Linked DNA regions of Mus musculus: region 1 is linked to region 2. The links are chromatin contacts, called in public promoter capture Hi-C maps. All regions are on one chromosome and are shown on one strand. Each heading gives the region's core, a stretch centred on a gene start, on an enhancer-like site or on the middle of the called end of the contact. The rest is flanking DNA. Distances are from core to core; before and after follow the strand shown. Region 1 overlaps Copg2 (coatomer protein complex, subunit gamma 2). Region 2 overlaps Cep41 (centrosomal protein 41).

What was found. Promoter capture Hi-C pulls out the DNA fragments that hold promoters and counts their contacts.
Region 1: a contact with region 2 is called in a promoter capture Hi-C map of cranial neural crest. The contact joins two enhancer-like sites. A contact is called at or near these places in 3 of 39 promoter capture datasets (the HPC-7 cell line, cranial neural crest and maxillary cranial neural crest), 1 of 115 datasets of contacts at active chromatin or transcription factors (pancreatic cancer cells) and 3 of 9 other capture datasets (adipose tissue, liver and pancreatic islet).

Annotation. Positions count from the first base shown.
Region 1 is chr6:30,829,666-30,835,445 of GRCm38.p6, reverse strand. All of the region lies in intron 9 of Copg2 (coatomer protein complex, subunit gamma 2), which reads left to right. Among named protein-coding and RNA genes, the nearest start is that of Gm38781, 54 kb to the left of the region's middle. Within about 2 kb of position 2,610, at least 6 of the 459 cell types and tissues checked have an H3K27ac peak or open chromatin away from gene starts, as enhancers often do.
Region 2 is chr6:30,671,212-30,677,057 of GRCm38.p6, reverse strand. Cep41 (centrosomal protein 41) reads left to right here. Exons shown (of 11, transcript NM_031998.3): 3 at 5,688-5,735. It overlaps Gm13782 (a long non-coding RNA gene), which reads right to left. Exons shown (of 5, transcript XR_377397.3): 3 at 3,086-3,192. Among named protein-coding and RNA genes, the nearest start is that of Gm13782, 6.6 kb to the right of the region's middle. Within about 2 kb of position 1,552, at least 148 of the 459 cell types and tissues checked have an H3K27ac peak or open chromatin away from gene starts, as enhancers often do.

The DNA of each region.
Region 1 (5,780 bases), core at 1,361-3,860, 160 kb before region 2:
TACTTTGGATTTTCTGTGTATAATATCATATCACTTGTGAACAAATATGGCTTCACTTCTTTGTTTCTAGACTAACCCCTGTGTTTTGTGTTGTGCTTTTTTTTTTCACTACCTCAAGCCTTTAGTGTGATAGTGAGTAGAAATGGTGAAAGAAGGCTTCTTTGACTACAGTTTTGCAGGAAACCCATTAAGCATGATGTAGATCTTTAAAGGTCTGCTTTATCCGGAGAGGCTCTGCCAGTGCCTGATTCAGAGGTGAATGCTCACAGCCATCCATTGAACTGAGCACAGGGTCCCCAATGGAGAAGCTAGAGAAAGGACCCAAGGAGCTGAAGGGGTTTGCAGCCCTATAGGAGGAACAACAATGTGAACTAACCAGTACCCCCCCAGAGCTCCCAGGGACTAAACCATCAACCAAAAAGTACTCAAGGAGGGACTCAGCCACATATCTAGCAGAAGATGGCCTTGTTGGACATAAATGAGAGGAGAGGCTCTTGGCCTTGTAAAGGTTCGATGCCCCAGTATAGGGGGATGCCAGGATAGGGAAGCGGGAGTGGGTGGGTTAGTGGGCGGGGGTGTGTGTGATGGGATAAGAGGGTTTTCAGAGGGGAAATGAGGAAAGGGGATACAATTTGAAATGTAAATAAAGAAAATATCTAATAAAAAATGAAAAAAAAATAGACTGAAAATAAACCAGATTTACCCAAAGGGAGGGGGAAAAAAAAATCCAGTTGAGGTGGTACCCTCCAGCCCTGTTGTTTGTTTTAATGTTGTTTTTGTTGTTTGTAATAATTAATGTATATTAATATGCTATATAACATTTGATCTATTATGTTGTTCTGCTTCTGAGAACAATCTGCTCAGTTCATTTACTCTTAAATTTTTCAGCTCTTTATCTTAGTTATTCATGCCCTATCTGATGAATAGCTAACAACGCTTGTCTCCCATCCTGCAGATCTTTTCAGTTTGCTGTTGCCTTTGTTGTGCAGGAGCTTAATTTGATGTTTGATGTTCATCAGGCCTACCTGTTATTTCCTGAGGTGTTGGAGTCTTACTCAGAAAGTTTGTGCTTGTCCCCATATCTTGAAATGTTTCTACTTTATTTTGATAGTTTCAAAGTTTCAGGTCTTATATTAAGGTCTTTAGTGAATTTGAAGTTGACTTTTGTGCAGGGTGAAAGGTAAAGATTGTATTTCATTCTTTGTCACATGCATATCCAGTTTCCTAGCAGCCTGTGTGGGTGAGGCCATCTTTTCTCCAGTAGGCACTTTAGCACTTTTGTCAACAAACCATTTCCTATAGGTTTTCTAGTTTACTGGAAGATAATTCTTCAGAATACTTCTTAGTGAGCCTCTGGATTTCAGTGAATGTTTGTTGTAATATTCCTTCACCCCCTTTACCTCTAATGTTATTAATTTGAGTCTTTCTTTTGGTCACTTTGTCTAAGCATTTGTCAGTCTTGTTCATCTGTTCAAAAAAGCAACAGTTGGCCTGGTGGTGGTGGTGGTGGTGGCGCACGTCTTTAATCCCAGCACTCGGGAGGCAGAGACAGGCAGATTTCTGAGTTTGAGGCCAGCCTCGTCTACAAAGTAAGTTCCAGGACAGCCAGGGCTACACAGAGAAACCCTGCCTTGAAAAACCTAAATAAATAAATAAATAAATAAATAAATAAATAAATAAAAAAAAAAAATATAAATAAAAATAAAATAAGAAGAAATAATAGAGCAAGGTAGAATTTAATAAAATGAAGACCGTAAGAGGATCAGTGAAACTGTTGCTTTTTTATTTTTTTGTTTTTGTTTGTTTTCTTTTTTGTGTTGTTGTTGTTGTTGTTGTTGTTTGAGACAGGGTTTCTCTGTGTAGCCCTGGCTGTCCTGGAACTCACTCTTGTAGACCAGGCTGGCCTTGAACTCAGAAATCCACCTGCCTCTGCCTCCCAAGTGCTGGGATTAAAGGCGTGCACCACCACTGCCTGGCTCCTTATTTCATTTTTATCTACTAATTTTGTTTGGCTTGTTCTGTTTTGTTTTGTTTTGTTTTTTTCTAAGACTTAGAGGTACATCACTAAGAGATGATCAAAGTGTTCTCTTGCCTTGTTAATGCGTACACTAAGCACAACAAGCTTACCTCTTTTGTCTTTGCTGTATACAAAAAAATCTAATGAAGTGTGGTTTTTTTCACTTGTTTCTAGAATTTCTTTGCTTTTTAAAAACCATATATATATATATATATATATATATATATATATATATATATAGTAAACATCATTTGCATATTCAATCCTCATGTGTTTTAAGTGGCGCCTATAGTTTCTTGTGATACATCACGATTGCTGCCACCTCTCCCAGTCACCCCCTTCCACACCCCTCCCCCATTCTCATCTGAGAGGGTAGAGGCCCCCCTGAATATCCCCCTACCCTGGCACATCAAGTCTCTGGGAGTCTAGGCACATCCTCTCCCACTGAGGCCAGACAAGGTACCCCAGCTAGAAGAACATATCATCCCACAGACAGGTAACATTGAAAAAGAATTCAGAACTATGTCTACCTTTGTTAAGCACAGACTATAAGCTAGTTGGATGGGACCCTGCCCTGAACTTAGCATTTCTACCACAACTGAGTCTAACTTTGCTTTGTCCTAGGCTGATCCTGAACTCAGGAATCTATCTGCCTTTGTTAGCATAAACAAAAAATCTTAGCTGGGTGGAATCTCCTGTGATCACTGCTCCCTAAATCTCTCTCTCTTCTTCCTTAGCAATTGTCTAACTACTCGGTTCGTGGCATAGCTGCTTTTGTTCCTTTATATTCATGAAGCCCCTCATGTAATTCATATAGTATCCTTATTTTTGCATAGGTAAGAAATTATATATTTTCAAACTCATGTATTTAGAGCTCTTTCCTATAACCTTAAGGGCTGTCCTGAAAGTCCTAGAGTTTACCATTTTGCTGAGACATAGGCACACCCTCGACTCCTGGACTCCTGCTGTTTCTAATTATCACCGAGTCACTCACATTCACAGGGGGGAGTCTGAATTATGTACATTATTATACAAACATTCCTTGTAGCCACAGCAGCCAAGGACACTCTTGGAGGTTCACACCAGGGGCCCTGTCCCAGGGGCAGGAACCATGTCACTGTCCCCACCAAGGCCTGGCAGGGCTCAGTCACTGCTCCATCCTCTGTCCCTGCATTTCTTGTAGACAGGATAAATTTTGGTTAGAAAGTTTTGTCAGTAGGTTGGTGTCCCTATCACTCCACTGGGGTTCCTGCCTGGCTACATGAAGTGGCCTCTTGAAGTTCCATATCCCAATGCTGTGAGTCACAGCTAAGCTCACCCCATTGATTCTCGGGGTCCTCCCCTATCCTCGGTCTCTGGCAGGCCCTTGAGATACCCCACCACCACCAGTTGCAGATTTCCATTCATTCCATTCACCTCCTATTCCTCCCCATACTTGATCCTGAATTCCCCCTACACCATTCCTCTCCCCAGCCCCCCTCCCACCCAGTTCTCTTCCTCTATCTACCTCCTACAACTATTTTTGTTCCCCTTTCTAAGTGAGATTCAAGCATTCTTACTTGGACCTTCCTTCTTATTTAGCTTCTTTGGGTCTGTGGAGTGTAGTAGCATGTTTATCTTGTATTTTATGGCTAATATCCACTTTATAAATGAGTACATGCCATATATGTCCTTTGGATCTGGGTTACCTCACTCAGGATGATATTCTCAAATTCCATCCATTTTCCTGCAGAATTCATTATTTTTAATAGCTAAATAGTATTCTATTGTGTAGATGGACCACATTTTCTTTATCCATTCTTTAGTTGAGGGACATCTAGATTGTTTCCAGTTTCTGGCTATTACAAACAAAGCTGCTAGTTGAACAAGTGTTCCCGTGGTATAGTAGGGCATCTTGTAAGTATATGCCTAAGAGTGATATACCTGGGTCTTAAGATAGAATATTTCCTGTTTTCTGAGAAACTGCCACATTGATTTCCAACGTGGTTGTACAAGTCTGCACTCTGACCAGCAATGGAGGAGTGTTCCTCTTGCTCCACAGCTTCCCTAGCATGTACTATTGTAAGAGCCCGAAAATTCCTGAAGGAAGACCCCAGACTCAGATAGTATGCAAAACAAAGAGAGTTTATTCTGCAGAAACAACCAGCATGAGCCCAGACAAAGGTCCGCAGGCCTTCTAATAGGAAATTGGGGAAACTCTCTAGAAGGATTAGGTAATCTAAAATTTCATTGGTGGGTGCTAGGGCATCACAGGTGGTCAGTGGCCTGTCTACATTCCTACATCATGAATTTTCAACCATGTGAAGAAATAGGACTGTCCCCACAGATGGCCTGTTCTGAGATAAGATATTTCTCCATTTTGTGGTTATCCCCAGGCTGTTTTTTGGGAGAGGGTTTTATGATCTTGTTCTGGATTTTATGGTCTATTCCTAGAGCTGGTGTCTTATGACCTAGTTTCTGGGACTTATGGTCTATTCCTGAAGCTGGTCCCTTACGGCCTCTTTTAAAAATCATTAAATTAAAAAGCTGGTCCTTAAATGGAGACAAATAGGATACTTAAGTGGGGACAAATGGGGTTTATATTGTCCTTTCACTATCACTTGAGTTTTTGATCTTAGCCATTCTGCCATGTGAGATGGAATCTCAGAGTTGTTTTAATTTGCATTTCCCTAATGACTAAGGACTTCGAACATTTCTTTAAGTGCTTCGCAGCTATTTGAGAGGCCTCTGTTGTTCATTCTCTGTTCAGTTCTGTACCCCATTTTTTAATTGGGTTATGTGGGTTGTTGGAGTCTAACTTCTTGTGTTTTTAATGAAATAGACAATTTTCTAAACAGATAACACTTACCAAAGTTAAATCAAGGTCAGGTAAACAAAAAGTTATTTTTCAAAGGTGTATTTTATTTATACGTATGTGGGTATATATGTGCACATGTATGTCCAAGTGCACATAGAATCCAGAAGAAGCTGCTGTATCTTTTGGGACTGGAATTGGAAATGTTTATGAACTATTTGACATGAACTTGACCACTGAGCCATTTCTCTAGCCCCTAAGAAATATTCATATTCTCATTCATATTCTCTTTCTTTCTGTGTTTGTTAAAACTTGTTTTATTATCTAAAATGCGATCTACTTTGAAGAAATTTTCATAGACTGCTGAGAAGAGTATGTATTCTATAGATGGAAATGTCAGTTAAATCCATTTATTTTTACAGTGCAATTGAACTCCAACTTTCTTCTGGGGGATGGGGTTGGGACAGGCTGAATGACATAGCTGTCCGTTCTCTCTATGTAGCCCTGGCTGTCCTTGGAAGTCATTATGTAGACCAGGCTGGCCTCAACTCAACAGAGATCTACCTGCTTCTGCCTCCCAAGTGCATGCAACACCACACTCAGCTGGAGTGAGATTTTTAAAGTAAGTGTCCATTGTTGTTATGTGTGGACTTGTCTAATCCCTTCATGTCTAGTTGTGTTTTGTGAAATTAGGTACATTGGCTTTTGATAGCTACATATTTATAATCATGATAGATTCTTAATGGTTATCTCTTTATTAATATGACATGACTGTCTTTATTTCTACGGTTAAATTTGACTTAAAGTCTGCTTTGTCAGGTATGAGTATAGCTATTCTAGCTTGTTTTTAAATTCTACTTACTTGAAATATAATTTTCCATTTTTTCTCTTTCAGTTTTTGCCAGTAAGTTTCTTCTAGACAGCAAACAGTTGGATCTTGCTTTTTAATCAATTCAGCTGACCTATGTT
Region 2 (5,846 bases), core at 303-2,802:
AACGATTGGCCTGTTTTCTGTTTCCGGGGATTTGCCTGTTCTGAGCACTGTATAGTGTAGTGCATTCCAGGCACACTCATGCCACAGCCTAAGTCAGCTCTCCACTCCTTTCTGTTGCCAAATAATGTCCTTTAAAATGGGTGTTCCATACTTTTTGGACATGGTGTGTTTTAAAAGCATCAGTATATGCAAGTTTTTGTGTACGTGTGTTTCTAGTTCTCTTGTGTATATATTGAGGAGTTGAATTACTGGCCATATGATACTTCTTTTTTTCTGAAGACATGCCAAATTTTTCTAATCAAGCCATACCACTTTACCGTGCCATCAGCAGGGTGGGAGGGGTGTGTCCTCTCCACACCCTCACCAGTGCTTGGCCCATCGTCTTGGTTAAGACTGCCACGATGGAGTATCTTACTCGATTTTAACTTGTGTGCTACTGATGACTAACGATGATGAACACCATTTTGTGTGCTTACTGGCACTTGTATATTTCCTATGGAGAGATGTCTATTCAGATGATTTGCTCATTTTTAAAAGTGGTTATTTTTCCACATTGTAAGTTCTTTTGTTTATTCTGGATACTAGACTCTTAACAGAAATATGATTTTCAGATGTATGCTCCCATGCTGTGGGTTGTCTGGGGGTTTTGTGGGACTTAACTAAAGGGGTAAATTATATCTACCCATCTTCCCTAGAAGCAAAAGTCTCTCAAACTAGTTCTATAATAGCTTTTGGAAGGGCCAAAATGTGCCTTATTGCTTCAAGCCCCCAAATATTTTATAGTCAGTGTGGGAACAAAATCCTGCCCTAGCATTTGATTTGGTGTGTGTTTCACATTTAGCCATCAATCAGCTTTAGGGAGAGATCTCTAGTGTTCGAGTTTTCAAATATTTTTGTGTGCGGAACTTGTGGGTTATATGGACAGCCTGCCAGCCTTTGGGGACTCTCGGGTACAGCAGCCCTGAACACTTTATTTTGCCCAAATGTTAGCATTGCCATAGGTAAAAGTGTTGAGGAGTCCTCCTTAAGAAAGCACTAAGAGGGACCTGAGAGCCGTGCTGCAGGGAGAAGGTCTCACCTTGGCATGGTTTTTAAGCTCTGCAGCCAGAGACATGGAAATGGGCAGAATGATTGAGCAGTTCTCATCTCTAGGCTAAGTAGGTGAGCCTTTAATCCTTTCTTGTGAAATAGTGATTAATTTAGAATCATTCATGCACACACAAAATCAAGAATTCTGTGGCATGTCTTGTATTCTTGAAAGGCTGCTCCCTTCCTTTTGGAAGAGGCTCTTTTGTCTCTGTCCTCCTGATCCCACGTCTCACAGAAACCTGCACCCTGGTAGCGCTGTGGCTGACGTCTCAGAATTACACGAGCTTCCAGCACTGCTTTGTGCCCGAGGTGCCTAGGTGGATCTCCTCAGGCCCTCCAGACCGTGCCTGGGGCTGGCCTCTGAGGCTCCCTGAGGGCATTTTGCCCTGTCCCAGCTCTGTGTTCTGCAGCCACAGGCTGCACTGAGAGAGTGCTCCAACCCTGCTCGTCTTGGCTCATTGCAGAGCCGTCGCCCTGTGCTGTTTTCAATCTTAGGCATGTCTGCAGCTCTAAAATCCCGCAGCCCTTCTCCACTAGTCTCTGTAGCATGAGTTTCACTTTTGTGGGTGTCACCTTCCTTTTGTTACATCTGCACAACTAATCATTTCCTTTTCTCTTCATTAGTCTCTACTTTTCCTGAATATTCGCTAATAGTTTTGATCTTAAGCACTCAAGCTCATTACAGGCTACACGCACTTCATTTTTATTTGGTATTTGATTTGTCAAAGGAAGGAATGTATGTGAAAGGCTTTTACAAACCAGAAAGCTGTAGACCCACATATAACTCCCCTGGGTTAACAAAGGCTCACTGTGCCTCTTTTCACGCTTCCTGCTTCTTCTGAGCCAAAAGAACTTCTCCATAGAGGAGGGAAATATTGAAGAAAAAAAATGAAGCCGTGGAGCTGTCTCTTAGCAACTGAATTCCTGCCTTATAAATCTCACCCTCTCTAGATTACTGCTGCTCACAAGCATTAGCTTTTGTTACATGCTCAGTACAAATAACATTATTAAATTATAGGAACCCAATGGGGAAAAACTCAAAGCCCTGAGTCACTCGGTGGATCGATTGTGCTCCGGCTTTGCATAGGGCTACTGATGGACTTGTTTCTTTCTCTTGATTCAAATTGGGGAGCTCTTGTTAGATATCTTTCATTGCAACTTCAGTGGTAAACAAGGCAGAAACCAAATACCACCTTAGGCATTTCTAGGCTACCTGAGTCGGTGGCTTATACGTGTACCCTGTAATATAATCGTGTATCAATCAAGTTGTACCTCATCATTTAAAGAAAGTCAGAAAATAGGGTGTGTGAAACACAAGCCAAATCCGAATGGGATCATTTACATTATAAAATAACTTACCCTAAGGACTTTTAAGACAGCAGAGTTTTGTAGTCTGTTCCACCCAGCCAACGTTTTTTAGTGTCTCCTACACGAGAACACAGGAGTGAAGCTTGTGAGCGTGCTTATGGATGTGCACAGATAAATAGCCTTGGGCTTTCTGTTGAAGAAGGTAGATAAGGCAGTCCAGACAGTGATAAATGCTTGCTGCAGGAATGCGGGCAGAGAAAAGCTACTTCCTGGTGGATAAGCCAGTGTAGGGACATTAGGAAATGAAGGTTAGCCGAGCTCAAGGAAAGCCATTAAGACTGTGCTGGAAAAGCCGGCAAGCCGCTGGCACCCTCCCCACTCGAGCTAGGAGCTCCGTTCAGTATTGGGCAGTGGACAGCTGCTGAGCTTTTAGTTTCCTTTGTTTGGCTTTTTAATTAGTCTTATTTAGGAAAATTTGGCAATAATACTTGATTTTTTAAAGTCTTAAAAGATTAGTTCTCTGATAGCTTTTCAGGCTCCTCTGGTATAAAAGACATGTTTGTAAATAAATGACCTATGAAGTTCCTCTGTTTCCAGTAATTTTGTTGCAATTAGATGTAGTAAGACAAAGCACTTACGTGACACACTACTAGCAAACGGGTGATAAAGTGCCACTGTTCATACTTACTGAGTCGGTCACAGGGCCTGGGGGCAGTCCTCAGTGTCTCCTCTCTCCAACTGAAGCCCTGTGGAAACTCTCCACTGTCTTCTCCATACCTGGAGAGGAGCGAAAGGCTGGAAAGAAAAGAGCCTTTGTTACTTTGTTACTACCTCTTTTAGATTTGTTCATAATTTCCCCAGGTATTTGTGAAATACGAGAGGTTTTTTATTTCCTGCCTTTTTCCTTCAGTAGGAAAAAGAAATGATGGGGGAGTGGGGGAGCCCTTGCTTCTGAGAGTCCCAGTGGGGGTCTGCTGATATAGGATGCAGTGTTGTGCAAACCCACAGGAAGTGTTGATAGTGAAGAAATTAACTTTCAGGAACAGGCACATAGCTTAATGGTAGAGCATTCACTTAGTACATATATGGCCATGGGTTCAATCCCCAGCACAGTAGAATTTTAAAAAACATACACACACATATAAAAATAAAGTTAAGATAGTTTGTTAGTAGAAACAGTATTAGTTGTAACTACAGTATTTTAATAAAAGATAAAATCAATGAGGCTGGCTGTTGTTTTCCATTCCTCAGGGAGTTTGTAGCATCAGATGGTCCTGTGATCAAAGAAGGAACACTTCCCACAGTTACAATGCTTTTAAAACCACAGGAGAACCGTGGCCATAGCTTAAGGTAGAGTCCTTTCCTTGCATGCAGGATGCCTGGGGTTCAGTCTTCACTACCAGTTACAATAAAACACCAGTAGAAGAGCCAGGTGGGTCTATGAACCATACAAGAAACCAGGAGGTTGGGAACACTAATCCTTGAATAATTGCTAAGTTGCTGCATTGCTGGGCAAATTGATGAGGCTTTTTTTTTTCTCCAAGCTTTCTTCCTAGATTGCCTAAAGCTCCCCCAAACCTAAAGGCACGGCCACTTCAACCACACACGGTGAAGGAGACAGGAAGGACCTGTCAGTAGGGTTCTTGTGTCGAGTGTTTTAAGGATAAGACTGTAAGACGCAGAACAGCAAACTAATTGGCTTTTTCTTCAGAACCTCATTGTGTTGACTGGCAAGTCCACACTTGAGTTCAGAGCTGCGGTAGGAAGAGGGGTGGGGATCCAGGAAGAGTTGATGGTTTCTGCTGTGGGATTCCTGGGTCAGCTCTTTGGTCAAAAGGCTTATTTTAGACATTTAAGAAATATTGGCTTTTTCTTTCTGTTCCTTTGTATATCCTCCCCCCTCAAAAGTAGGAAGAGAGCTTTGACCCAAGAAAGAAAAACCCAAAGCTCCTAAAACAGATTTACTTAGTTTTTGCCTGGTTCTTAGTAGCTTGGCAGCATCTTCTGAAACATACTCAGGCTCTCTCTTGAGAAGGCGTTAGGCCTCCTAAGCAGCCCCAATTGCTTGCAAGCTTCCAGAAAGACACCATCTGAGTTTAGGAGTACACTGCATCCTTACTATCATAATAGAGAGTGTGTCCTAAGATAAAAACAGGCTAAAATAATGATGACAGTAATCATAAACAAAAGCCTAAATTTGTGGATTTTTATTCTGTGATGAATCCATGGTAAAATTTTAATAACAAAGTAAGTATGGTATAATTTCGAAAATACATTTGGGGGGGTTTAAGACAGGATTTTTTCTCTCAGTTTCTGACCCAAACATGAAGAAAAATTCAGAATAGTGCTTTGCAGTGTGAGTTTATGTCATTTATTAAAAGCATTACTTTGATCAGAAGTTAGGCTGAGACTCAAGGTTTAAAGAGAGGCAACGCTGTAGAAATGAAAATTATTTTGAGTGTTTTTCATTTACCATATTTAGGTGCAAGATGGAGCTTGCCATGTTAAATCAAATCAAATTGCAGCACATTCAGTTCAAATAACAATAATAATAACAGCTATGGCTTGAAAGCTAGAATTTAATTCATTTGGAAACCAGAATGATCAGTTTTAAAGCATGAAACTGCTCCAGACCACCTTGGCCAGTGCTGAGTGCCGTAGAACCAGACCATAAAACATGAGGGTTGGGTGTGCTCCACGGCAGTGGGAACCTCGGCACGCCAAGCCCATGATGAGCGCTAGTGCCCAGATTGTGTGGTCTAGTTCAGGCTGCAGCATCAGCATGAATAGTGAAACACCATGGGGGAAGGGGAGGGGAAGCCACAGAGACAGAGTGGAGTGGAAAGAGTTGCTTGGGCAGCCACAGAGGCAGATTTTACACTTTCAAAGATGATTGCTTCTTTCTTGTCTTCCTCTGTATATCTAAGCACAGAAGACTGTGGGGGTAGAAGGAGGAAGAACACCACTGACTCTAAAAAGGAAACACAAGGGAGTGTGGGATCATCTATTTTGCCTGAGGCTGAGGAGGTTAAGGAGGTGCACAGCAAAGGGGAGCACTTCACGGGTTCCCTTTCCCTAGCTGTCGCCACCTAACCTGAAAGGCTGTTGAACACACACACACACACACACACACACACACACACACACACACACGGCTCATTTGCCGGTTCTCCCAAGTTCTCTAGTAACAGGCCAGAGGAGCCGACAGGGTGCTTACTCTCAGCCTGATTTCACAGTGGTACTCAGTTCCCAACAGTAAAGCATAGCTAAGATTTGCCTTCTCTTTCTAGGTAACAGCATGACCAAATACATTGAGAAGCTAGAAGAGATTAAAAAAAGTGAGTACCGCTATCGATGGCCTTGGAGAAAAGATGGGACCCTGTAGTCATCTATCAGCTGATGTCAGCTGGCCGTTGCTTCTACAGTGGCCATGTGTGGCGGGCTTTGGG